Linked DNA regions of Sus scrofa: all the other regions are linked to region 1. Evidence: chromatin contacts called from public Hi-C and promoter capture Hi-C data. All regions are on one chromosome and are shown on one strand. Each heading gives the region's core, a stretch centred on a gene start, on an enhancer-like site or on the middle of the called end of the contact. The rest is flanking DNA. Distances are from core to core; before and after follow the strand shown.

Region 1 (4,335 bases), core at 1,597-4,096:
TCACCAGTTAATAACATTTTGCCACATTAGATCGATAGCTCAACACATTTTTTTTTTTTTTGCTTAATTATTTAAAAATAGGTTCTGAAGAAAAAAAAAAAGGTTCTGTTACTCTGGCCCTTTAGCCCTAAATATTTAAGTTTGCCTCTCCTAAGAACAAGGATATTCCCCAACATGACCAGAGTATCATTATCATACCCAAGAAATTTAACAGTGACGCAATAATATTACTTAAAGTGAACATATTCAAATTCCCCCGGGGTTTCCCTCATGGCACAGTGGAAACGAATCTGACTAGGAACCATGAGATTGTGGGTTTGATCCTTGGCCTCGCTCAGGGGGTTCAGGATCGGCTGTTGCTGTGAGCTGTGGTGTAGGTCGCAGACATGGCTAGGATCTGGTGTTGCTGCAGCTGTGTTGTAGGCCGGCAGCTACAGCTCCAATTTGACCTCTAGCCTGGGAATCTCCATGTGCTGTGGGTGTGGCCCTAGAAAAGGCAAAAAGAAGAAAAAAAAAAAAAAGACAAGAAAAAAAAAATTTCCCCAACTGCTCCAATAATGTACTTAATAGTAGTCCCTCCCTCCCCACCAGGATCTAAGCTCAGGTCACATGTTGCATTTCTCTAGTCTCCTTTTAGAACCTTTATTTGCGAGGTGGGTGGAGAGGGATCTTTCATGTCATTTACATTTTTGAAGGGTACAGGCAGTTGTTTGCAGAATGCCTCACAACCTGAATTTGTCTATTTTCTTTTAAGGGTTTCAGGTTGAGTGTTTTTGGTTAGAATACTGCGGAGGTGATGTATACTTCTCATTACCTGACATCACAAGGCAGAAATTGTCAGCTTGTCCCACTATCAGTGATGCCAAGCTGGATCACTTGGCTAAAGGTGGTGTCTACACCTTGCCTACGCCCCTCAAGTCTGGCATCTGTCTGTACTGATGTGGTTCAACATTTGAGTCCCTTGCCATCACTGCCACAAACCACTGCAATTCTTTTTTTTTTTTTGTCTTTTTAGGGCCACACCTGCGGCATATGGAGGTTCCCAGGCTAGGGGTCCAACGAGAGCTGTAGCTGCTGGCCTACACCACATCCACAGCAACTTGGGATCCAAGCTGTGTCTGTGACCTATGACACAGCTCACGGCAACATGGGATCCTTAACCCACTGAGCGAGGCCAGGGATTGAACCCAAAACCTCATGGTTCCTCGTTGGATTCATTTCTGCTGTGCCACAACGGGAACGCCTGCAATTCTCTTCTAAGCAGTCACTTCAGTTGAGTCCTCACAGGCTATGGCTGGGATGATGACTTCCTTTGCCACTCTCTTGACTTGATACTTTCTGCCTCAAATCCATATGTCTGAGGAGTTCCCCGGTGGCCTATTGGTTAAGGATTCAGTGCTGTCAACTGCCGTGGCTCAAATTCGATCCCTGGCCTGGGGATTTCTGAATGCCATGGATGCAGCCAAAAAAAAAAAAAAAAAAGAATCCCTATGTTTGAGACACATTGTCCTCAATTTACCAAGTCCGCCCTGCTGCTCCCTCTGCCTAGGATGTTTGTTTCTCATTTTTCTGCCTAGTGAAGTGCTACTTATCCCTTTACAATCAACTCAAATGCCACATCCTCTGACAAAGTTTCTCCTAATCCTCTTAAAAGAAATGGCTCCTGAAGGAGAATGAGCACTCTTCTCTGCTAGGTCTTCAGAGGAGGCGTCTGACCTAGAACTTACTTTTTACTGGGGAGTGTCCTCACTTTCAAGGTGAGAAGAAAAGGAGAAAAGGGTCTGGCACCGGCATGCCTCCATTTAGGGACAACTAGCAACCAGGGAAGGTACATTCTGGGGCCAGTGAAGGTTTCTGAATCAAGGGAGATAATTTAATAGCAAAGAATGATTAATAATTATGTTTCTGATTGTATGGGTAACCTAACAGATTTTGAACTAAGTGGGAGTAGTCTGCTTGGAGAAGCAGCTTAACTGTTCTCACTCTCTAGGTGTAGTTACCGCTGTTTTCTTACTGCGCACTTTGTACAGCACTCATTACAGAGAACTGTGATTATTTGTGTCTTATTTTTTCAGGAAGTCTCTGTCTTATTTTTTTCCCTATGGTACCCAACGCAGGGTCCTGAACCCGGCAGGCGCTAGTAAAGACTATTTGAATGAATGAGTGTATTTTTAATAGCCATATCCTTTAATGTATTTTTCTAAAGAAGCTTTGATACGATCCTTTCCAGCAAGCCACTAGAAACATCGTATTAATATCCACATCTCAACCACGCTCTCATCCAGAAGTTAACTTTGGGGTGAGCAGGGTTGGGCCTCAGGTTATGCCTCAGTCGAACCTTTGCGGGGCAAAGTCTCGGGGTTACTTCCCGCCAACCCCTCCTCCCATCCGCCCCACCCGCGCATCCCCGGGCGTGGCTGAGAGCGGCGCCTTTAAGAAGGGGGCGGAGCACGAGTGGGAAGACAAAGCCCCTGGCCGCGCGCTCCCCCTCCCCCCTCCGGCGCACCGCACGGACAGTGGTGCCCGGATGTCGGTGTCGCCTTCAGTGACAGATGGCGCAGTGTCTGTATATGTTAGAGGGCTTCTCTGGCCTGACCTGTTTGAATTCCTGGCCTTTCGGTGCCCCGCTATCCCCCACTTTCAACCCTGCCGCTGGAGGCCCGCACTTCTGTCACCGGCGCTTACATAACTTGACCTTTCACCTCTTCATACTGCCCTCTAGTGCGCTGCAACCCAACTAGGCAGCCCGGGAAGGGGGCGGGACCCAAGGGCCGAGCGGCAGCTCCTCTGAGCCAATAGACTCTGGGAGCTGACCAGCTCTCAGCCTATTGGAGCATTCGCCACCGGCGCCACAGGGGAGCAAGTTAGTGTGTGCGCTGGCCGGGCGGGGGGGAGGAGGGGAATCTCCCGCCATTTTTCAATAATTTCCTCCGGTGCAGCTGAGGACGCGTCGTGACTGCTGAACGCTGGGACCCGTAGCGAAGGTTGGCCGGAGGCTTCGGGGCGGTGCGGCAGTGTGCGTGGGAGTTCTGTGCCTTTGCGTCCCGTTCCATGGCCCTCGCGCGGCGGCGCTGGCCCTGAAGGAGCCGAGTTCGCGCCGCCCTCTCACCCCTCCCCTCCCCCACCCCACCCCGGGAGCCTGGCGCTTGCTCCCGGCCGCGGGGCCTAGTGTTGCGCCGCAGGCTCGCCGAGAGCCTACGTCTTCCCCTCCGCAGACGCCGCCGCCATGGCGCCGCTCCTGGGCCGCAAGCCCTTCCCGCTGGTGAAGCCGCTTCCAGGCGAAGAGCCGCTGTTCACCATCGCGCACACTCAGGAGGCCTTCCGCACCCGGGAGTATCCTTTTCCAGCCGCGCTGGCCAGGCCGCCCGCGGGGTGGGGTGGGGCGGGGTGGGCCGCGCAGCCCCGGGCCAGTGGCAGCTGTCAGCGCGCCCGGCGTCGGCGGGCCTGCACCCGGAGCTTGAGCCCGGAGCCTGCAGTTCCGGGGGCGGGAGGGCCGGCTGGCCGGCCGGGTTCAGGCCGCTCTGGAGCCCTGTGCCCTCCATCCTTTCCCGGACCCCGCATTTTGTCTACGGGCCTCGCTGTCGGTGAGCGATCCTCCAACCAATTTCCCAGGGGTTTGGTTTTAGGCCCTAATTAGCAGGAGAAACTGGGTTTCCTTTGCTGCTGCTTTTTTTCTTAAGTTTTGGGGATTGTACTCGCGCAGCTTCGTGATCTTGGTGATGCGTTCTACGTCAATCTCTGCAGGGGCATTTGTGTTTTGCTCCCCCCGTGTGGACTTTAGGGTGGTGATGGACTTACTGGTGATTTTCCAGACTTAGAGAAAAAGCAGGAAAAAGTTACCTTGGAGGAGCGGATGCTTTTCTTCCCTGGGTATGCACAGATAAGGAATTTTGACGGTGTACAGCAGATAGGTATTTGTCTTCTAACAATATTTAAAAAAATACCAAGACACGCTTAAAGTTTTTATGCTGTGCTTGAGGAACGCGAGGCTGATGTTTTAAGTACGAAGCATCTTTCTAATCATTGCTTAAGATTTCTTTCACAAGCTTTATTTGTCTTGTAGTTGAAGGTCGTACAACTCTTACTTTTTTTTAATGGATGCCAGCTAAATCCTTTATGAAGCTTAAGTGTAAACAAGATTTCTGAATCAAGCTTTCTTTAGTGAATAGAAAGCTTCAAGAGTGAAGGCTAATGTATTATTTAGTTTTATCTCCCCCTTCCCTTTGGAAGAACTTGATTTCTTAGTAGTTTGCTTGCCTCGGTATAGGAGGAAGCGCCAAGTGTGAGCCATATCATTTGATTTCATTTCTCTTTGATCTTCTCTTTAATATGATG
Region 2 (4,759 bases), core at 588-3,087, 90 kb before region 1:
GGCCATCTAACTCGCCTCTCTTCTTTCTCAGCAGCAAAGTAACAATGAACATCCTCCTCCTCCAGGAAGCCTTCCAGGATTGGACTGCCTTAAGGAACTTCTTCCCACTGTCTTTCTCCAAGGTGAGGCCCTGTGACCACAGCCATCCCTCCATCCTGCTTCTCATCTTCACTGCTATCCTCTTGTTCTGCAAGGGTTATAACCACCTCCAGACTAATTCCAGGTCAATCTGACATTTTTCCATAGGTGTGGCTGGAGCTAAGAGGGAGCCTGGAGAGAGAAGACTTGTCCAAACACCCCTGTTTTAAATATGGGTGGGTTAAATCCAGGATGCTCAGTTAAATCTGAATTTTAGATAAACAGTATGAATAATATTTTAGTGTAAGAATGCCCCAAATATTCATGGGACATACTTAGACTTAAAAAATATTTATTTTTATCTTGGAGTTCCTGTCATAGCACAGCAGAAATGAATCCGACTAGGAACCATGAGGTTGTGAGTTTGATCCCTGGCCTTGCTCAGTGGGTTAAGGATCTGGCATTGCCGTGGGCTGTGGTGTAGGTCACAGATTGAGCTTGGATCTGGCATTGTTGTGGCTGTGGTATAGGCCAGCGGCTACAGCTTCGATTAGACCCCTAGCCTGGGAACCTCCATATGCCATGGGTGCGGCTCTAAAAAGACAAAACATATATACATATAGTTTGTCTGAAATTCAAATTCAGCTGGGCCTCCTGGATTTTTATTTGCTAAATCTGGCAACCCTAAGTAGAGGGAAACTGAGGCCCTGGGAGAGGGAATGAGTATCTTCTCTGGTTGCTGAGCCTGTTCATGAATGCCCCTGCCTGGCTCAAGCCCCAGGCCCCTTACACACACACACACACACACACACACACACACACACACACACACAGCCTCTGATTTCATTCTCGGGTCCTAGCTCTGGCCGTGAATGGGTGTCTGTCCAAGGCGGCAGGACCAAGCCAAGAGCATGGGGAGAGGAAAGCGTGTGCAGACAAAGGCTGAGCTTGCCCCCCAGGACGGCACTGAGTATGGGGGTTTGGAAGGAGTAGGGGTGTCCTCATCGCTCCCCTTCTCAAGATGCCGACCCTAGGGCCACCACTGGCCTGTCCCTGTCCTCTCTCTGGGCGGCTACCCTGTGGGTGTTCAGGGTGCTTGTGGAACGATTGTGGCCATCAGGAGGAATGTGAGGACCCAGAAGGCAGATCACCTGAGGGAGGTTGGTGAGCTCCAGGCGGCAGGAGGGGGTGAGGGAAGAGGCTTCAGAGAGCGTGGGGTTCAGGGAGGGAGGCTCAAGGCAGAGCGTGCGGGGGGAGGGTGGTGCAGGGAAGGGAGGAGGCTTAGGAGGCAGCAGGGACCCGGAGGAGAGCAAGGAGGTCAGAAGGGGTTTCCAGGAGGCAGCGAGCCCAGGGAGGGCAGAGGCTGGGGAGGGGGAGGGCTCAGTAAGGAGCGGCGATGTGTGCGAAGCCGCGGGGGCTGCGCAGAGAAGGGAGTGGGGGTCGGTGAGGGCGATGGGAAATCGGGAGAGAGCCAAGTTTGGAGGTGGCTCAGGGCTGGGCCTCGGATGGAGCTGGCGTCCAGGGGATGAATGGGGTTCAGTGAGCCAGATGGGAACTCAGGACGGACGTGAGGTTGGAAGAGGGGCTGGAGCCCAGGGAGTAACCGAGGCGGTCCTGCCGCCACCTCTGCCCACCTGGGCCTGGCTCCACGCCCCTGGCTCCTCCCTTCTCCAACCCAGCCCGCGGTTTGGGAGCCAGGCTCCAAGCCCCCGCGGAGAGGGGGGTTAAAGGTGAGCGGGCACGAGCGGGTCCCAGACGGGGATTGGCAGGAGCCTGGGCCCAGGGCCCGGGCCATGGCTGCCCCACAGGCCTCCAGCTGGGTGAGCGGCTGCCACCCACGTGCTAAGGAGAGAAGGAGGCACCGGATCAAGGGGCAAAGGACACCCCGAGCGAGCGGGAGGGCGGAGGCCGGGCAGTGCCCACGTCCACACCCGCTGCTAAAAGCCGGCCCGCGGCGTCGCGCAGCGCACAGAGCCCTCTGCCGCCGGCGTAGAGAAGCCGCTGAGAGCGGCTGTGGCCCCGAGCATCCCGCGTGCTCCCCTGGACAGACGCCTCCCGGGGAGACCCCGTGGCCTGGTTGAGAGCTCCCTTACCTGCAAATCCCGCGGAATCCAGGTAAGCGGCACGGACGGGGGTCCACTGGGGGCAGATGCTTAGCACAAGGGGAGTCAGAGCCTCCCTTATGCTGGATCTCAGTCTCCTCACCTGTCAGATGGGGAGGGGGCGCTTCTATGGCTCTGCTGGGCTGCAGGGGTTAATACCTTGTGTACCTGCCCCCCTTCACTCAGGCGCCTCTGCGGGGGTGGGGTGCAGGGAAGAGGAAACCTCATACCCCAGAGAGGGCTCAGGATCAAGAATCCCAGACGAGCTCATCCTGCCTGCTCTTCCTGGAGACTCACGGACTCCCACTGCCTCCGGGCCCCACTGGCTGGGCTGGGACTGAATCTTGGTCCGGGGCTCTCCCTGGAGCTAGGTGTGGGACCAGAGAGCCAAGAGGGAGGGCATTCCTCCCTGCCGTCCCCCTGCCCTGGGCAGGGGTGGGTGCTAGTAGTAAAGCTGGTTCCAGGTGGGCCCTTGGGTGAGGGACCAGGACTCAGACTCCTCCTGGCTGGGCAGGGAGAAGCCACATGTCATGGTGGGACAGAGAAACCGTGTGGATTCCCAGCCACCAGGCTTTAGTCAACAGGTAGGGGCTAGGGAAGTGGTGAAGGCCACCCACGCTGGTCTGGCTTAGGGAGGCCAGGGCTCCCTGCCGACTCCCAGCCACCCTGCCCCCACCTGTGTCCCCTGAGTCCACACGTGGGGGCCAGGAGCTGGGGTCCAGCCTGGGCTGGTTTAGGAGCTTTGGGTGCTTGTCTCTGTCTGGCTGTGTGACCTTGGGCTTGTTACTTCCTTTCTCTGGGCCTGGCTCTCCCTCTGTGATGTAGGGAGGCTTCCTGGGCCACTGGTATGGAAACAAGGACAGAATAAACTGGGACAACAGGATGCCTCAAAGGACAGGGAAGCCCCCTCCAAACAAGGTCTCACTTGTCCTTTGCAAGGGGGAGGATGCAGCTGAATCAGGCGGCAGGTGGGGCCAGGGATCTACCCGGCCTCCATCTTGCCCAAGTTCTCTCAGCATCTGGCCAGCTCCTGCCCAGGCCCCAGATCCTCAGAAAAGGGGCCTGGGTCCCTCAGGCCCTGGAACCTGAGCAGTGGGTTCAGGCCCATCCCAGTGAGGCTTAATTCCTCAGCCTCAGGGCAGAGCCAGCTTCTGGAGGAGGAGGGAGATTCCAGTGGGGGCATTCTGGAGGATGCCCCCCCTCTGGCGAGGGTGATCCTTCTGACTGCAGCCCTCCATCCCCCTTACCCCTCCAAGGACACAATCCACCTCAGGCCTGGGCTCAGACCGAATCGTGCTCAGGCTCAGGCTGGGATCAGGACTCAGCCGGGGCCCAGGTGAGAGGGCTGCCGAGAACTGAGGTCAGGGCCATGCCTCGGGGCTTGGATTGCTGTGAATGAAAGTATGTGACAGCGATGCTGGTGACATTTGTGAAGTGAGGTGGACAGTAAAGTGCTTTGACAAACTGCAAAGTGGAACAGAGCAGAGGGGGCTTTTGAGGTCCTGTGACCTCGCCTGCCCAGATACTCAAACTCACCTCCCAAGCCCTCCCTCTGAGGCTGCCCTTGACCCCGCCGCTGGCCCTGTCGGGGGCGAAGGCAGGTTGAGACCTGTGTGGGAGCTGTCAGACTGGGCGAGGCCCTCTTTAGGCCAAATCTCGCTCCCTGGTCAGAGCGAAGAAAGGGTTTGGGCTGGGATATGAAGCAGGATGGAGGAGCTGAGGGGGCTCCCCGAGGCTCAGGGAGCTGGGTGGGGGAGGAACTGAAATTTGCTGTACACCACTGTGTGCCAGGCACTCTATGGGGCTTTTCTGTCACTGTTTCCTTCTTCCCAATAACCTGAGATGGAAAGGATAGTTTCTTGGAGTTCCGTTGTGGTGCAGTGGTTAACAAATCTGACTAGGAACCATGAGGTTGCGGGTTCGATCCCTGGCCTCACTGACCTCACTCAGTGGGTTAAGGATCCCGTGTTGCTGGCAGCTACAGCTCCGATTAGACTCCTAGCCTGGGACCCTCCATATGCCGCAGGAAGTGGCCCTAGAAAAGACAAAAAAAAAAAAAAAAAAAAAAAAAAAAAAGAAAGAAAAGAAAGGATAGTTTCTCCACTTTACACATGAGGAAAGAGAGGCCCAGCAAAGTCAAGGCACTGACTCAAGGTCACACAGCCAGGAAATGGCAGGGCTAGGATTCAAAGCCAGGCAGCTGGATTCCAAAGCTCTGGTTCCTTTTCCCCCTGCTGCCTCTGACTTGCCCCCAGGTGACCCTGTCCTCTTCCGGGCCTCATTCTGCTCATCGGCAGCCTGGGCCTGAGCGTTCTTACCTGGGCTGTCAGGCAGCAGCCATGGGTATGGAGATCGGTACACAAGACAGTATGTCCGCATGGCTGCTCGTGGCTGTCCTCTTGGCCTGTGCCCACCTCGTCCTTCCCCACCTGTCTTTCCTGCTCCTGAGATACGGGCCAAGGCAGCTTACACTTGTCTTTCCTTTTACGGGGTGGGCTAAGCTGACCCTGTGTAGGGACGTTGACAGGGCAGGAAGAAACAGAACATTCCCGGGCAGGGCCTGGCACCATAAATAGGTG
Region 3 (4,348 bases), core at 967-3,466, 120 kb before region 1:
AACCCTTACCCAGACCAAGAAAAGCCAAAGAAAGAGAAAAAGCAAGAACACTCTGAGGTATCCTTTCCCAGTCAACAAATTCAACCACAACCATTTCAAAGTGACCCCAGGGAGCTCCTGTTGTGGCTCAGTCAGTTAAGAACCCGACAGTGTCTATGAGGATGCAGGTTTGATCCCTGGCCTCACTCAGTCGATTAAGGATCCAGTGTTGCTGTGAGCTGTGGTCTAGGTCGCAGATGTGGCTCGGATCCACAGTTGATGTGGCCATGGCTGTTTTGTAGGCCAGCAACTGCAGCTCCAATTCAACCCCTAGCCTGGGAATTTCCATATGTAGCAGGTGCTGCTGTAAAAAGGGGGGAAAAAAACTAAAAAGTGACCCCAAAAGTCCATGGGATACATGCTATTTTGTTGTGACACAAATCAAGACTGTACCAGCAGCAAAGCTAATGTGAAGGGAATAACTCATTTACCTATTGACCAATCAGTGGGTATTTGACTTTATATTACTTAAGGCTTTGATACTGTATTACTTAACAATCTGTCTTCTAGTAGACTTTATCCACCATAGTTACTCTCACATACAAGGGTCAACAAGGCACGACAAATAATCTATATCAGGAGTTTCTGTCATGGCTCAGCGGAAACGAATCTGACTAGCATCCATGAAGACGAAGGTTCAATTCCTGGCCTTGCTCAGTGGGTTAAGTAAGCGTTGCCGTGATCCATGGTGTAAGTCACAGACATGGTTCGGATCTGATGTGGCTGTGGCTGTGGTGTGAGACGGCAGCTACAGTTCCTATTTGACCCCTAGCCTGGGACCCTCCATATGTCGTGGTTGCGGCCCTAAAAAGACTAAAAAAAAAAAAAAAAAAAAAAGTCTATAGCAGTGCTATCAATAAGAAATATAATGCAAGCCACACAAGACTTTCTAGAGGCTACAGTTAAAAAGAAATCATATACATAAAATTAACTGTAATAATACTTAACCTGACATACTTTATATCTTACTTAACCTAGTATGCTCAAAGCATCATTTCATTCATAACATAAAAAATGATCAATAAAATGTTTTACATTTTCCTCACACTAAGCATATCAGATGAATTGTTTCAAGAGGAGACTGACAGCTAGCCACTGGTTACCACGTGGAACATTAGAGATCTAGAGTGTACCTGGCTTCCCCAAGATCCAGGGAAAGAATCAAACATAAGTTTTCAAAATGCCTAAGACAGTACTCTGCAATTGGAAAAATGTTTGTATTTGCTACATAACGACGACTGGCTAGATTTTTTGCTGACTCTGTCTTGGCCTCGAACAAAAAAGAGAAAAAAACAAGTATCTGCAAAACTTTCCAGAGTACTGTATGGTTTAGAATAGGTTTGGTAGTCTCTGCTCTAGCTCTCACCTGTGAAATGACTTGGCAATTACACAAAAAACTAACCTCTGTGAAATTGACACTATACTAGTAGCTGTCATGAGAAATACTAAGATGATGTAAGCACTCTATGAATATTATTTCCTTCCCTCAAACAGTACTGACCCCATACACGCTTCCACTGCCTCCTACCTATTTTACCACGTGCTTAAAATAAGCTGTCATTTTAGAAAAAAGTAGATATGATCCTTCTCATTCTGATGCTAAGATTACTAAGATGCAGAGAGTTTAGATTTTAGTAACCTTAAAGTTTACTTAAAAGTGGACTTTGCCAGTGTCATAAATGGGATGAAACAGATCCCTTCCTTCCCGCACCCCCAAATTCCGATTGCTTTCCAAGAACTGTCCGCCATCAGGGCAACTTGCCGGTTCCCGACCCCCGACGCCCCGCAAACATCCAGGCTCCCCTTACTTGCGCACGTATTTCCGGGCTTCATTTTTGTCGTAAAACTGCAGGAACGAGAAAGAAAAAACGGGAGTCGGAGGAGGAATCAAGTTGCCGAGGCCCTAGGATAGGAGGAGAGGGTACCCGCGGGCCACAGGCCTCACCAGCTCCGGAGGCCCGCTGTGCTCCGGTCTCCGCCCGCGGGACGCCATACCCACGCCTCAGCAGCAGGACTGCAACAACCAGTTCCCCGGAGCCTGGCTTTTATGTCATCGGCCCGGCGCCTGGCTCGTAATACGCATGCTCCGCCCCTCTGCCCGCCTTCTCTTTTACTCGAATGGCTACAGGGCTGACGTGCTGCTAAAAACGCACGCCTCCCATTGGCCAGTTTATTTTGCACCGCCCGCCTGATTCATTCAAGATGGCAGCCCAGCGCGATCTGAGGAGGTCGCGGTTGCTTCTGTGGAGGTTGTGGCAGGCTCGAGGGGTTCCACAAAACCCGGGACTCGGCCTGAGCCTAAAAACTAGAACTTATTCCCAGAGCGACGGCCCGTACTCGCGTACGGCGCTCTATGAGCTGCTCGGCGTCCCTTCCACGGCCACGCAGGCGCAGATCAAGGCGGCCTACTACCGGCAGAGCTTCCTCTACCACCCGGACCGCAACTCCGGGAGTGCTGAGGCCGCCGAGCGCTTCACGCGCATCTCTCAGGCGTACGTGGTGCTGAGCAGTGCTACCCTGCGTCGCAAATATGACCGAGGTCTGCTCAGCGACGAGGACTTGCGCGGCCCCGGCGTCCGGCCCTCCAAGAAGCCCACCGCTGACCCCGACTCGCCCCGCACCCCACCGCCTGCTTCTCGGGCCCACGGCCGTGGTCAGGCCTCAGCGGGCGCCAGCAACACCATGTTCAACTTTGACGCCTTCTACCGGGCGCACTACGGCGAGCAGCTGGAGCGCGAGCGGCGCCTTAGGGCCCGGAGGGAGGCCCTTCGCAAGCAGCAGGAGGACCGCGCCAATAAGGGCTTACGCTGGGATGAGATCCGAGACTCGGCTTTTTTCTTGTTTCTGCTCACAGTCTTCATCATCATGAGTTTTCGTTTTTAATTGGAGAGTGGAGGGAAGGGGAGCAGCCCCCAGCCAGCACCCCCAACCCCCCAAGAAAATGGCTGTGCGTGTCATCTTGAACTCATTGCCCTCCATTGTCTACCTCTCCTGGGGTCGAAGAATTGCTCTCCCCCCTCTTCGTCCCCACCCGTCCAGTTTAACCACTGATCTTCACATCCCTATCCCTCTGGTCCAGATAAGGAGGCTTGTTGCTGCCCAAGAAAGAGGCCTCCAATGAAGAGTCCCGAAAGTCCGAGAGCGAGAGGTTTCCTGGAGGCCCTGGGCTGCCTGCTTCCAGATGTTGTCAACTTCTGGAATACTTGCTCTAGCTTTCTTGTAAAGCTCTGAGCAAGACTCGCCTGCTCCTACCCCACGTTTGTAGCGTGGGGCGTCTCTGTAACCTTGAAACGTGCAATGTGACCAATCATGGCTGCCAAAAGAAAAATTCTGGGGTTGTACGAAACTTGTCTTTCTGTGAGTTCCCCAAGCCGCAGGTGAGACCTGATGTAGGGTAAGGGTGTGATCTAAGATCGTGGGAATCCATTGCCATTGTTGTGTGGTTAGCCCCAGACCCTACTCCCCCTTCTGTTGGTGGCGTGTGGGAGTGGGAAGACAGGATCAACAAGGATAAGGAATGAGCCTTCCTGTGCCCATGCTTATCTGATGTATGACCTTGGCTAGGTACTCCGGGCATAATGGCAGAGGATCAAATCACTTGCTTGGTTGGGGTCTGTCACGTGTGATTATCCCATGTCCTAAGGGGCTCAGTGATTAAAATAGGATGCTAGTAGATTCCGGATTATCCTTGGGACAGTGTGCCTGGCATTGGTCTTCCCTTGACCGGCCAGCCCCACTGTTAACTGTGCAGCTCATCCCTTCCCAGAAATAGAGCAACAAACAAATGGGAGTTTGAGTCGCCTGGACGTGGCCCAGCCTCATGTTTCACTTGTGGTGCTTATCGCAGACTCTGCAAACCAAGTCCTTGAAAGATGGCTACTTGAAGCGGTGGGAATTGGGGGAGTGGAAAGAAGGGAGAACTCTTGAGCTACAGGAGGTACATGGTAGAGACTCGCTTCCCCGTTCAGAGCTGGTTGAGGCTTTTGTTTCCCCTCTATTGCTAATTGGTGCTAAGCACTGGGTCATCACTTGGCTAGAGCTTGGTGATCCAGCTCTCTGAAGCACGCACGTGGGGTGTGGATTAACTGTGAGATGGTAGGGACTCGAGTATGTGTGCATGGTGGAGTGGAAAGCTGTGGGATGGGAAACTTTTGCAGGAGATCTACCGCAAGGCTGAGGCCTATGTCTGGGTTCTAAACAAAGCTGGAGGTGCTTTGCTATGTTAACACCAATCCCTGCACTCAGTCTTTTGTGTGAAATCCTTGTATAAATTGGGATAAACTCATAGCTAGTTCGACTTGGTCTTTTG

The links. Promoter capture Hi-C pulls out the DNA fragments that hold promoters and counts their contacts. Hi-C and Micro-C count contacts between places; a contact is called where the count stands out from the background.
Region 2: a contact with region 1 is called in a promoter capture Hi-C map of liver, with 2.3 times the contacts expected there. The contact joins the promoter of MLXIPL here to the promoter of BAZ1B in region 1. A contact is called at or near these places in 1 of 5 promoter capture datasets (liver) and 2 of 47 Hi-C or Micro-C datasets (embryonic fibroblasts and heart right ventricle).
Region 3: a contact with region 1 is called in a Hi-C map of liver, with 2.6 times the contacts expected there. The contact joins the promoter of DNAJC30 here to the promoter of BAZ1B in region 1. A contact is called at or near these places in 2 of 5 promoter capture datasets (fetal liver and fetal skeletal muscle), 3 of 47 Hi-C or Micro-C datasets (embryonic fibroblasts, heart right ventricle and liver) and 1 of 2 datasets of contacts at active chromatin or transcription factors (alveolar macrophages).

The regions. Positions count from the first base shown.
Region 1 is chr3:10,842,429-10,846,763 of Sscrofa11.1, reverse strand. It overlaps BAZ1B (tyrosine-protein kinase BAZ1B), which reads left to right and starts at 2,846. Exons shown (of 21, transcript XM_021086315.1): 1 at 2,846-2,984; 2 at 3,216-3,333. The coding sequence starts at 3,227.
Region 2 is chr3:10,931,335-10,936,093 of Sscrofa11.1, reverse strand. MLXIPL (carbohydrate-responsive element-binding protein) reads left to right here and starts at 1,837. Exons shown (of 15, transcript XM_021086328.1): 1 at 1,837-2,193. LOC102163947 (a long non-coding RNA gene) reads left to right here. Exons shown (of 5, transcript XR_002342320.1): 4 at 35-122; 5 at 247-481.
Region 3 is chr3:10,957,803-10,962,150 of Sscrofa11.1, reverse strand. DNAJC30 (dnaJ homolog subfamily C member 30) reads left to right here and starts at 2,216. Exons shown (of 2, transcript XM_021086330.1): 1 at 2,216-4,348. The coding sequence starts at 2,242. The coding sequence ends at 2,922. It overlaps BUD23 (probable 18S rRNA (guanine-N(7))-methyltransferase), which reads right to left and starts at 2,114. Exons shown (of 13, transcript XM_003124410.4): 1 at 1,985-2,114; 2 at 1,848-1,885. The coding sequence starts at 2,032.